Regions from separate parts of the Mus musculus genome. Here region 1 is linked to region 2. The links are chromatin contacts, called in public promoter capture Hi-C maps. All regions are on one chromosome and are shown on one strand. The core of a region is the stretch at or near the end of the contact, and the rest is flanking DNA. Distances in the headings are between cores, read along the strand shown. Region 1 holds the start of Zfp663 (zinc finger protein 663). Region 2 holds the start of Pltp (phospholipid transfer protein).

What was found. Capture Hi-C pulls out chosen DNA fragments and counts their contacts.
Region 1: a contact with region 2 is called in a promoter capture Hi-C map of adipose tissue. The contact joins the promoter of Zfp663 here to the promoter of Pltp in region 2. A contact is called at or near these places in 1 of 115 datasets of contacts at active chromatin or transcription factors (stem cell-derived neural progenitor cells) and 1 of 9 other capture datasets (adipose tissue).

Annotation. Positions count from the first base shown.
Region 1 is chr2:165,367,001-165,370,322 of GRCm38.p6, reverse strand. It overlaps Zfp663 (zinc finger protein 663), which reads left to right and starts at 1,587. Exons shown (of 6, transcript NM_001379474.1): 1 at 1,587-1,688. It overlaps Gm29831 (a long non-coding RNA gene), which reads right to left and starts at 3,152. Exons shown (of 3, transcript XR_001783548.2): 1 at 3,110-3,152; 2 at 2,484-2,716; 3 at 1,672-1,964.
Region 2 is chr2:164,856,060-164,859,398 of GRCm38.p6, reverse strand. It overlaps Pltp (phospholipid transfer protein), which reads left to right and starts at 1,691. Exons shown (of 16, transcript NM_011125.2): 1 at 1,691-1,815; 2 at 2,402-2,512; 3 at 2,596-2,695. The coding sequence starts at 2,413.

The sequences.
Region 1 (3,322 bases), core at 338-2,837, 510 kb before region 2:
GTGTGTGTGTGTGTGTGTGTGTGTGTGTGATTCTATCAGTTCTGTTCCTCTAGAGAACCTTGAATCCTCACACAATTAAAAATAATGAAAGTTGTATTTATCTTATGAGTCCCATCAATCACAGAGGGAGTCAGGGCAGACACCATGGTAGAACACCACTGGTCAGCTAGCTTTTTTTTTTTTTTTAAGATTTATTTATTTATTTATTTATTTATTTATTTATTTATTTATTTAATGTGAGTACAGTGTTGCTGTCTTCAGACACACCAGTAGAGGGCATCGGATCCCATTACAGATGGTTGTGAGCCACCATGTGGTGGCTGGGAATTGAACTCAGGACCTCTGGAAGAGCAGTTGGTGCTCTTAACCACTGAGCCATCTATCTCTCCAGCCCTAAAAATAAATCTTAAAACTACATTGTAAGTTCTACCTACTTCCGTGTATTACTAACATGTTGTAATCTACATTGTAGGTTTTAACAATTGACCTATATCCCACTTTGTGGATTTTCATAGTTTTTGTAACTCAATCCCCCCCACACACACCCACACACACCACCACCACTGCATATTCCAACCAGCAAAAACCAAGAAGAGCCCACCCATCTTTGGATTTAACTCCTTCGCTCACAGCCCTGGAGAGAGAATGACCATGTTAACAAAGCACACACTCCTTCAGAGTGGCCTCCAATTGTTCTGCGAATTACATCCCAAGAAGATATTTATGAGAACGGGCGTTTCTCCAAACTTCAGCCACTCTGCACATCATATTTCCTTACAATCTTCACCTACTGTGAAGGCAAAAAAGTATTTAAAGACTTGCAGTTTTTATCTGAAGTTTATGACCAGCGCCTGCATATTTATTCCTCATTTGCATCTCCCTTTTATTACTAGTCCTTTGTATCCATAGATCATTTTTATGGGACTGTGATCTTCTTACAAATGTGTAAGAGATAATTAAATGGAGCCACTAAACCATTTCTTTCATATGCATATACTTACAAAATATATTTTCCAATCTTATTGTTTTTTTTTGTTTGTTTGTTTGTTTTTTTTTTAGATAAGGTTTGACATTTTTCTAAAGCAAGACTTCCAGTCAAGTCCTTGGGAGCCGCTAGTGTTGATCCCTGCCCATGGATTAAATGAGATAGTTCTTTTCTGTTTCCTATAAAGTGCCTGGTGACACACGGTTAGAATGTCAGGTCCCATCCATATGAGGAATATGCAGTAGTATATGCCCTGCTCCTCTCCCACCCGACCCCCACTCCCCAGGCCCCTAGTTTCCTAAGATGATTTTTTTTAAATGATTTCTTCTTTTTTTGTTTTGTTTTCTTTCCTCCCACTTAGCATCTTACATGGACCTTTCACCTTTATCCATGGTACTTGGCATTCTTAGGAACATTTGGGTTTAAGCCTGTCACAGAAGCAAGGCAACTTTCAAATCAAACTGGAAATACTCTAAATTATTAATTAAAAAATGCCCGATGGGCGGGCGCCGTGGGAACGGAGTCTGGAATGTGATGGAGGCCAAGAGGGTCGCGGGAACGGGTCCCTAGCATCTCTGCTGCGCATGTGCAGTTCATCTTCATTGTTCACTCCCGCGTCCCGCTGAGCGCAGAGGAAACCCTCAGATCCTCGGGGTCTACGCGCTGCTCAGAGACCCGGTCCCCAGGACAGGCGCGCCTAAGGGTGAGAGCCCATTTGGAGGGTTGCATTGCCAGGCTCGGGGAGGCTTACGTGTCAACACCTGCCTCGAGTGTGCTTCGCGCAGGCGGCGGTGGGCTTCTCCAAGGAGAAGAGACAGGGTTTGGTGGTCGGGACAAAGTGAGTTAGGGAAGGCATTCTGATGTCAGAGCTGCTTGCGAGGGCTCCAGGCAAGTGACTTCCACTCTATCATAGGATGAGGATAAAGTCCGATGACACCTGTCCTGGTCAGGTAGGCCAAGAGCAGCAAGGGACCTGTAGCTGAAAAGGCTGTTTTCAGAGTCTTAGTTCAAATTCGAGCACTACTACTGAGTCCCCACGGGCAAGAAAAGGACCTTAAGACTCTGCTCCACTGTCTGTACACGGGTAGGGGTTCTTCCCTGAACCTGCCTCCGGGTTGTTCTGGGCAATGCCTGAGATAGGCTTTCGATGGGATAGTGGCATTTGCTCAGAACCTGAAAGGGGTCTGTCTTCCTTCATGCCCTGTTCATTAAGCCCTGTGCACCATTTGGCTCTAAAAGCCGCTGTTAAAGAGTTCCGAAAGAGAAGAAAGACTGAGGGGGCGGGGCGAAGGGCGTGGTCTGCAGAAGAGAGTTGGGATGCAAACCCCAAATCGGAAGATAGGTTCAATTTAGTTTCCCTCCCTCCCTCCCTCCCTCCCTCCCCCTCCCTCTTATGCGTTATGGTTCACATGGCTCCTCCCCAAGGGCCACAGGACCTGCCTGGAGGGTGGAGGGCTGAGGCTCAATCAAAGCCTCTACACCCTTCTGCCTGGCCCACCTGTCTGTGCCCACTGCAGTTTACAGACAACTAAGTTAGGCTTCCAGAAGTTTTCAGCCTGTACCGGAATCACCAAAGCGCCCAGGCCCAGCAGACAGCTGGGTACAGAACTCCTGAAGTCTGCAAAGAGGCCTCCAAATTCATTTTGGGTGGTGTCACCATTGGTCTGGACATTCACTTGAGAGGGGGCGGGGTACCTTGAAGTCAGATTCAGAGTTCTCTGATCACAGATCCTGTGAGGGAAAAAAAGGACACACCAGAAGCAGGAATCTCCCCAGGGGAGGCCCTTCCTCCTCTCACTCCCCCCTCCCCTCCCTCCTCCCCTCCCTCCTCCCCTCCTTCCTCCCCTTCCGCCTCCCTCCCTCCTCCCCTCCTTCCTCCCCTTCCGCCTCCCTCCCTCCTCCCCTCCCGTCTAGGTTGCAGTGTACCACAGCTGCAGGACAGAGGCCCAAGAAACAGGCAGAGTCCACATTCAGTTTGTGAAGCCCTTGCAGAGCCTTCTTCCTGAACCATCACCCCATGAGACCCCTGCCCTTCAGCAGTGGCGTGCGCCACCTTCCAAAGGGAGGAAGTGAGTTAGGCCAGCCAAGGGAGGCAAGCAAAAGCAGCGCTTGGGCATAGAGTACCTTGGAAGATGGCCAGGAGGTGATATGAGGAGGAAGTGCAGGCAGAGGCGGTGGCCCCGCCCCCTGGAAGCTCCTCCCATAACCTGCTTCTCACACTGCTGGACCTCAGGGCTGTGCTGCCCAATCCCAGTTCAGGAGGTGTGCTGCTCTGCTTCAAAATTAGCAATCCTTAACTACTACATGGCTCACATTTCGAAACGCATCCCTCCATAA
Region 2 (3,339 bases), core at 442-2,941:
GGTAGAGCAATTCAATTCAAGAGGGAGGCGCCTAGTCTTACTGCAACTTGATATGCCTTGGTGAGGTTGGTTGCTCTCCCTGGGAGGCCTGCCCCTGTCTGAAGGGAAATGGAGGAGTGGATGTGGAGTGGACAGAGGGAAGGTGGGGGAGGAACTGGGAGAAGAGGTAGGAGGGGAATCTGTGGTCAGGGTGTAAAAGCAAGAAAGAAAATAAACATATATAACATATAATATGCAATATATTATACATAATACATAATATATATAATATGTAATGTATTATACATAATACATATAATATTTTATATGTATATGTATCACTAGGGATATGGCAGAGAATCTACACAGCACTTAAACCATCTATGTTTACAATAACCTTACACTAAACCTGGGGGATGTAGCTCACTTGGTAGAGTGCCTAACATGCACAGGTCCTGTATGCAGTATCCCCAGCACCAGACAGACCAGGAGTGATGCTGTACATCTGTAATCCCAGCATTCTGGCGATGGAGGCAGGAGAAGCCAAAGTTCAAGACCACCCTTAGTTGCATAGAGAATTCAGAGCCAGCCTGGGCTACATGAGAACCTTTCTCAACCCTCCCTCCCCTCCAAAACAAAAACAAAACCCCACTCCCTCCCCAAACCTTTAATATATACTATTTTAGATACGATTTAGAAGGAGAAAATCGCCTGAGCTATTTATACAATAAGTGTCCTGAGGCTGACATCCTAGGATGTAAGCGCTGGTCCCTCAGAGAGAAGGCTTCTTGAGCTACCAATCCTACCTCACACTGTTTTGGAACAATCCTTGAATTCTGCATTTACAGTCACAGAATTGTCTCAACCTCAACCTCCAGTTTCCTGCCAGAGAGCCAGCCTCACAGACTATAAGAAGGTAAAACCAGATCTAGAGTGATTAGCCATTCTGGTTCGCTTGGGACTGAGTGGATTCCCGTGGGTAGTTCTGAATCCAGGAAGGTCCTGGACAAAACAAGACTATTGGGTCAGCTGAGCTGGCTGAGTGCTGAGTGTTAAGTATATGCTCAGCAAACATCTTTATCAGTTCCCCCTTTCCATTTCGCCCGCATGGCTACAAAAAGAAAGCAAGCATCTACTGTCTGTTTTCCACTGTGATGCTCGGAACTGTGCGGGGCGGTGCACGGGGTGAGGGGGACTGTGCAAAGCAGCCACCTCCAAGTCCTCACTAAAGAATTCAGAGTTCCTCAGGAAGGCCAAACCTCCCTCTGGGATGATCGCTTTTCCAATAGGGGAAGGTCCCTGGGGCCCTAAAAGCCAATCAAGTAGGTTGGGGTCTCATAACAAAGCCAGCGGGAGACGGTTGTGAGAGAAAAGAAAGGGGAATGACCGTAGGGCATTGGCTTTCGCTGGCCTAGCGTGGAAGCCGAGTGGGAGTTCCCATAAGGAGGCACTCGGTGCTGGGTGAGGAAACTGAGGCTCCGCAGCCAAGTGAAGGAGTTTGTTTAGGAGCGTGCAGGAATTGCTGTGTGATTGGAATTCCACAGCAGTGGTTTGGCAAGCCGCTTTCTTCACTTTTCTCGCTCTTTTAGGAGCGAGTCCCCCACTTGTCCAGACAGCAGCTAGGCTTGTCACAGGCTCCGTACTGCCCTATCCACCCTCCCAACTGCCAGCGTCCCGCCCCGTCCCCTCCCAGCCCCCAAGGAGGAGGGAAGAACCGCGGCGAGGAGGGGGGTCGGAGGCCCAGACTTATAAAGGCTGCTGGACCCGCGCTACCCGCCAGACCCCGCCGCCCGGATCCCCCGCGCTGCCTGTCGCCCCACGTGACCACACTACTAAGTGAGTTGGGGCGCGTCCCCATCGCATCCCCAGACCCTCGTGAGTTGTGTGGCTCACTAAATCCAGGTGGGGAGGAGAGCGGATGAAGGAGGGCTCCGGGATGGGGCACCAGACAGAATGCGTTATAGCGGAGTCTTAGGAGCTAGGGGAGCGGAGGGACTCAGGGGATAGCGCTCAGTCGGGCCATCCCCGCGCGCGGCCTGGGAGACCTCAAGCTACTCAGCAGGAATGCGCTTGTGGTCGTCGCCATACCAACGCACAAGTCAGCACACGCCCTCCTCTGAAGGAAAAGAGAAAGTGTTGGTGGGGGATGGGGGGCTGTTCATCCTCCTGAGATCCAAACTTGTCACGAGGCAGTTGCACGGGGGAACCGAGCCCCAAATCCTTTGGAAGCAGGGCGCAAGTCTTATCGTGCTTCGGAACCTCGGTTTTGCATCAGGCAAAGACAAGATGATTGGTTCCGAGTGCCCCAAACACTTTACGGGCAGTAACGGTCCGGGCCAGCACTCCGTTCTAGTTGCATGACCAAAGAGTGGTTTTGAGCCTCTCAGATGACACCTGCGACTCGACCCCACCCTGCCCCCAGGCTTGGTCGCCATGGTCCTGCTCTGGGCCCTCTTCCTAGCGCTCCTGGCAGGTGCCCACGCCGAGCTCCCGGGCTGCAAGATCCGCGTCACCTCCGCGGCTCTGGATCTGGGTAAGGCGCGCGGCGGGAGCCGTGGACCGGGTGGGGTGCTCTGGCCCCGGGCGCGGGACCTGAGTGTCTCCATGCTATCTCAGTGAAGCAGGAAGGCCTGCGCTTTCTGGAACAAGAGCTGGAGACCATCACCATCCCAGACGTGTACGGCGCAAAGGGCCACTTTTACTACAATATCTCGGAGTAAGTAAGGCTCGGGGGGCCGGGGTCTCAAAGGTGGTGGGATGACCTGGGACACCGCCCCAGACTGGGCGGGTCTGGGCGTGGCCAATTAAATGAGGTGGGATCCATAATAACGAGTAAGGCTACTAGGTAAAAAGACTGGAGGTAGGCGGGTCCAAGAAAGGGGAATACGAACCAGCAGAATTGTAGCTTGGACCAAAGAACACCGCGATGATACACTGGAAGAATTTACCTGTGGGTGAGAGTGGAGTCTATCCAGAGGGTGGCGCCAAAAAGAGGGAAGCCCAGGATAGGAGAGATAGAGGTGAGGCGATGTGGGGTGAGTTAAAGTGATGGAGGCAAAGTCAAAGGACCAGGTGGAAAGCTCAGTCTGGCGCACGCCTGCCAAAAACAAAACAACAACAAAACAGAAACCAAAAAGACGAAAACAGATCTAGCAATCACAATGTGGACAGAACACGGAGGTGTAAGCAAGACCATAGTTTTTACTTATTTATTTTTAAGATTTTATTTAATTTTAATGTATGTGCATTGGTGTTTTGTCTGCATGTACGTCTTTGTGAGAGTGTCGGGTCCCCTTGGAACTATAGTTACAGACAGTTGTGAGATACTTTGTGGGTGCTGGGAATTAAAGAGGAGTCTTT